Linked DNA regions of Anas platyrhynchos: region 1 is linked to region 2. A link is a contact called in public Hi-C data. All regions are on one chromosome and are shown on one strand. Each heading gives the region's core, a stretch centred on a gene start, on an enhancer-like site or on the middle of the called end of the contact. The rest is flanking DNA. Distances are from core to core; before and after follow the strand shown.

The links. Hi-C and Micro-C count contacts between places; a contact is called where the count stands out from the background.
Region 1: a contact with region 2 is called in a Hi-C map of subcutaneous adipose tissue, with 2.6 times the contacts expected there. The contact joins two enhancer-like sites. A contact is called at or near these places in 3 of 8 Hi-C or Micro-C datasets (F1 follicle, small yellow follicle and subcutaneous adipose tissue).

The regions. Positions count from the first base shown.
Region 1 is chr2:108,688,050-108,690,749 of IASCAAS_PekinDuck_T2T, forward strand. All of the region lies in intron 5 of LOC113842709 (a long non-coding RNA gene), which reads left to right. The region is part of intron 2 of LOC140001558 (a long non-coding RNA gene); the gene reads right to left. Among named protein-coding and RNA genes, the nearest start is that of RNF144B, 270 kb to the left of the region's middle. Within about 2 kb of position 1,397, at least 3 of the 8 cell types and tissues checked have an H3K27ac peak or open chromatin away from gene starts, as enhancers often do. A contact at or near this core is called in subcutaneous adipose tissue, where this site is marked.
Region 2 is chr2:108,541,404-108,544,103 of IASCAAS_PekinDuck_T2T, forward strand. The region is part of intron 2 of LOC113842709 (a long non-coding RNA gene); the gene reads left to right. Among named protein-coding and RNA genes, the nearest start is that of RNF144B, 120 kb to the left of the region's middle. Within about 2 kb of position 1,293, at least 3 of the 8 cell types and tissues checked have an H3K27ac peak or open chromatin away from gene starts, as enhancers often do. A contact at or near this core is called in subcutaneous adipose tissue, where this site is marked.

The DNA.
Region 1 (2,700 bases), core at 147-2,646, 150 kb after region 2:
CACCTTATGCTCGGTCTTCAAGGCCTAAATAGACGGGGGTTCACTGAATACCAGAAATCCGCCTCTCAGAAATCTCTTAGACACACTTTGAGGTCCTGCTTTTGTGGGACCAGGGCTAGCGTCAGAATTTTGTGAAAGCCTAAGCAAAAACCCCTATTGACCAGGGAAAAAGTCTTCAGAAGGCAAGGACACAACTGTATGCCCAGTCCACCAGAAGACAGCGGCAGAGATCGGTGCACCCAGGTACAACTGCAGCCCTTTTGTGTGTTCAGCAGCTTTCTGTGGCTCTAAAAACCACAAATGACCAGCCTCTGAGGTTCTTTCCAGCTAAGCCACATGTCCTCTTTTCACTACAAGTGGCTTTGGTGCAGTTTGAGTGCAGCAGCTCACTCCCACCGCTCGAGGAGTCATCATGGCAACCAGACCAGGATGGGATTTTTCACCTGTTAGCAGCACAGCTCCAGAGCCCCCAGATCCTGCACCTCACAGGCCTGCAGAGCTCACAGAGCACCGAGCTGCTTGTGGGATGATCATATTAATTAACTTTCCACAGGAAACTGGGTATGAACTAATGGGTCTCATGTTCTGGTAGCTATAGTGTGTGGCAGCTATGGTTATTCCAGAGTTTTCTGCCTGTCAAGGTGAGATGCGCATGCCACGATTACTGCTGAATTTCAGTAATTTCATTAATACTGCTGTTGATGCTGCATCAGGGGCTGACCACCTTGGCTTGTGACAGTGCCTGTGAAGCTCACAGACCCCTGAGGGCTTTGTGTCCCGCAGCCCTCACCCCCGACTCCCACCTGCGGCCCTCTTGGGCAGTAAGCCCAAGCCCGGGCAATACCCGGTGCCTTCAGCCCCGCTGTTGGACCGGAGCCTGCAGTTATTTTTATTTTTTTGACTGACGGAGCCACGGGCCTCCTCATGCTGAGGCGTCTCCCGGCAACGCCGCCTCCCGCGCCCCGCCGCCCCTAGGGGGAGCCCGGCGGCCGCTGGCCGCTCAATGGCGGGGGGGGACGGGCGCCATTAGCACGGGCAGGGGGCGGTGGGACATGGAGGGTGGGGGGTCTGCGGGGAAAGCTCCGCTTCAGCCTCCTCGGACCAACCCAACCCAAATATCGCTCCTCGCCAGCGGTTTCCAGCACACAGCTTTCACCAGGGGGTTATGCGGTTGTGCTGTGCGTTGAGGAGCTGTTTATTGCTGGGGGGAGAAGTGGGGGTGACACCGGGGAATCTAAGGGACAGTTCAGTTTTATGAGGGGCTGTTGGCTTTGCTTTCGTAGAAAGAGCTTGCAGGCTCAATCGCTACATGTGTTCAGTCAGCTCAGACCCCACCATTGTGGGGTAGGTGGGTAAATAGGATGTGTAAATTTTCAGGTATTAGTAGCTGAAGCACGCACTAGGAGTATTGGTGGTGTTGGAGTTGAATGGGTGCTGCGAGGTGTTTGGGGTAGCTGGATTACTGTATCTGGGCCCATTTTACACCAGGGAAAGCTGAAGTGGGAGACATGGGCCCAGAGTAGCAGCAGGAGCTCCAGTGGAGCTGTGCTGCGAAGGCACTGTCAGATGGGGCTGCCCCATCCTTACCACCAGCGTCCTTGGGGCTTGAGGGTATCGTCATAAGCTGAGGCAACTTCTGTTATGCTCTGGGCAGAACAGAATGAGTGGAGTCGAAAAAAAAGAAAAAAAAAAAAAAGTGATCTGTCTGACCTATCAATTTATGTTTTCTCAGAAGTTACACAGGGACTGAATTCTAGACCCACACGTTGGGATGGGCACTGGCACGTTCAAGGGCATGGAGGTACTATAGAAAGAAGATGGAAGGGATGCAGACACATGCACACGTGCGGAGGGCTGTTTTGCTGTGACACAACTTTCACTCCTCCTGCTTCACTGCTCACAGTCAGTGTTGGGAAAGGGAGTTTTCCCATGCCTGATAGACAGGCATCTCGAAGAGCCTCAAAGGGGCGAAGCACACATACAGAGCTGCTCCAGACTGGCGTTATGAAAACGCAGCTGTCACTGGCAAGCAGGAGCAAAGAAATCCTTTCTCCTGCTATTTAACTTTCTTGCAAGAAACTTTAGTATGTGAATGTTATGAATTCATGCAGCATTTGTGCTGACGTTTTGATCTGGCTGCACAGATTCAGCCCATCCAATGTCACCGCAGCTGTCTTGATCTGGCAGTGCTGTCCGCATTAAGAAGTCTATATTTCTGATCCAAGGGCTGCTACAGGAAAGTGCTCAGGCCGTGGCAGAGCACATAAATCCACCAGGAAGCTGCACCCCTGCAAGGAGACTCCTTCCACTAAACACGGTAGCTTCTTAGGCATGTGCAACTACTATTGAAACAGCAATGTCAACTGGATTAGGTCGACACTGGTGGTTTCTTGGTTCAGCAGACTAGATTATGTAGCCTGGAGAGCAATATTCAGCTGAAGAACAGTATCTTCTACCTGAAAGATGGTATTTTCTTATAGGCTCTAATTTGATTAAGTATACCCTTGTGTTAGCCCCAAGGAGAAGTGATCCTTCCTGCAATACTCCATCCTGTCTGGTGTACCTCTACCTACCTGTCACACAGCTACAGGTCTGGTGACGGTAGAAGAGTATGAACATTCCCTACCTTTGGCCAAGCGTGCTGCTGATGATCACGTCGGAGTGCTTTCAAAACAAACTCCAATCATCAGCAGACAAGTT
Region 2 (2,700 bases), core at 43-2,542:
GAGGTGGGCCTGATCCCTCTCTAATTTTAATGGATGGATACAAAGATTGAAAATGGGCCTGGCCACCCAGCCAGAGCAGCAGTTCGGATTACATTGGTTCTGTGTTGGTGCCTCCATGTGGCAGTAAGCCCCAAAAGCCTCACGGGTGTCAGCATAGTGCTGGCAGGGTTGACCATCACCGTACAGCTGCATGAGGCCAACATCCATGCCAGGATCTCAACCCAAATGAAGTGTGGGCTTTGGGCTTGTGGACACTTTGGGAAATGGGGTTCCCTTTACAAATGGTCAGACAAGATCTGCTTGGTTCCCTTGTCAGCCCATGACAAGCAAACATGCTTTCTTTCTTCAAGTCTGAGTAGCTCTAGGTGGTTTAGGATTGACAAATTAGGCAACAGATTAGGCCCTGCTTTTGCCTGTTGTATAGATGGGCTTTGGTTGTACAGCTCAGCTCCTAGGGCAGGGTGTTTTGAAACTATGGCTTTCAGTTTTGGCATCTGGTATCAGAAATATGGCATGGTCAAAGCTGAAATATTTTACCCTTCAGAGGGGTAAGCCCGAGATAGCTTTCCGGCTAGCTTGTTTGCTTCTAAGGCTTTTTGTTCCTAGTCTCCAGCAAGCAAGCTGAACAAAAGTGAGTAAGGATCAGAGACCTCACACAACTTCTGGTTGGAGAAAGTTTGCAGTTCCGCCACTGGGGCTGCGTTTCCTAAAATAACAGCCTCGGGAACCTCTGCGATCTGTTTCCCTGTCTCCTGGCCTTTTACACGAACTGAGGAGCCTTTCAGCATTGTGCAGCCGGGCTGCGACACGACAGCCGCAACAAGAGCGCCTCAGTCTCTGGCGCTCTATCTGGGGACCCATTGGGCTATTATTAGCAGGGGGTACCGAATACACTTTGTAAATATTTGAAAAGCCCTGCCAAGTGGTGTGGCAAAGACACACGCTCCTCTGTGAGCCCCGCAAAGGCTAAACCTGGACAAAACAACGAGAAAGCCGGAGTGACTCACGCACAGCATCCCGTTTGGTTCTCTTCTGTGCCTTGTGGGTCAAAGCCAGAGGTCCTGCCCCTGATTTTGGTAGAGGGGATTCCTTCTGCGGGTGGAAATGGGGCCGTGGGGCTGCCGAGCCCCCCTTTTGGGGCCGTGGTGCTCTCCCAACACGTACCTTTCTGCCAAAGGGCAGCTGCCTTGGCTTGGAGCTGCGGGGGGTTTCCTCGCAGCCCCCTGTGCTCTGCTCCGAGCCCTCGAGGAGTGCCCCGCAATCTCTGTTTCTATCGCTAGAGGGAGGGAAACTACACGGAATTACAGCGCCCGCACTTCTGTCCGTCCGTCCGTCCATCCGCAGCGGGCAGGATGCACAGCGAAGGCTCTCCTCGTGTGACTTTTAATCAGGAATTGGGAAGGATGTGCTGCGTGGGTTGCTTGCCTCTAACCCACAGGTTGTGTGCATCCCTGTAGGGTGCTGAGACCTGAAGGCCCTGCATGGCTCTGGGTACCAGCTGGAGGAGGGGGACCGCTGGAGCAAGGCAGGCTGCTGCTGCCCCCAGGGCCACCGGGAGCTCTGGCCAGGCTCCCTTGGGTGACTTTTGTGGGCAGGGGAATTGCAGCCCGGTGGCCGAGGACTCGTGTCCCATCCCTGCGGCAGCTAAATCACCGGGCAAAGGGCAGAGAGAACTGAATGCAAACTGCGTGGTGAAGGCACGTGCTAAATGCTGTACTGTGGGATGCCCGCATCCTTCTCTGGGGGGAACGTACGGGGAGATAATGCACGCGTATCCTCCTCAGCGTACCTCGCAGCTGTTGTCTCCTCTAGCTTCCCAGTATCTGATGTGGCCAGGTTAGTGTGGCTAAATTTATCAAACCAACCCTCCCCAAACTTTTTTTTTTTTTTAAACACATACAAAAGAAGAAAAAAATATAAAAAAAGGAAAAATGTACTTTAATAAAAGCAAATGTGGATGGAAACCTTAAATTATGGTGCTTTTTTTTCTCCTGTTTTTCTGTTTCTGCATGGTAATTTTGATATTCATGTAAGAGCAAGAGGATGAAAACTTCAACCTAGGAATAGGAATATGATTGTAAATTAAACCAGCTTCTATTGGCAGTACCTGAGAACAATTTTCACACTTTCAGAACCTGTTTCATCAAACCTCATAGCTATTCACCAATCTGCCCTGGACTTGGCATTATGAAGCTAGGAAAACTCAGCTTTCCTCACCAGAATGGCACTGAGTAGCTATGGTGTTTTTGCTTAGTGTGCTGAAGGGACTCATCCCCTCTAACAAGTGTGGAAGGCGGAGAACAGACACATCAGAAGGAGCTACTGTCTCTATAAGAAAACCAAGGGTAGATCTCTGTTCTGGGCATTGTTCATGGTCATATAGCACTGTGGGAGGGGGTGTTGCTGTCAGAAATGATTTCTAATAATTAAAAAGAAAAAGGGGGAGGGGGAACGTAAAACTGACCGAGAATGAATGTGACCATGGCTTGTTTATTGCTTAAGTCTGAACAGAGGAAATACAAAGACAGTAACAAATCAAAAGTAAAAAGGAACTTTTTTTTTTTCTAAAATATAAACTATTATATATTGTTGCTAGCAGTGGGAAACAAAAAAGCCTCACAATTTGTTCTTTAATGAAATAAAGCTAGAATAGTGCAGAACACTAGTTCTGGAAAAACTAGAAAGGTGGAAACCACAATG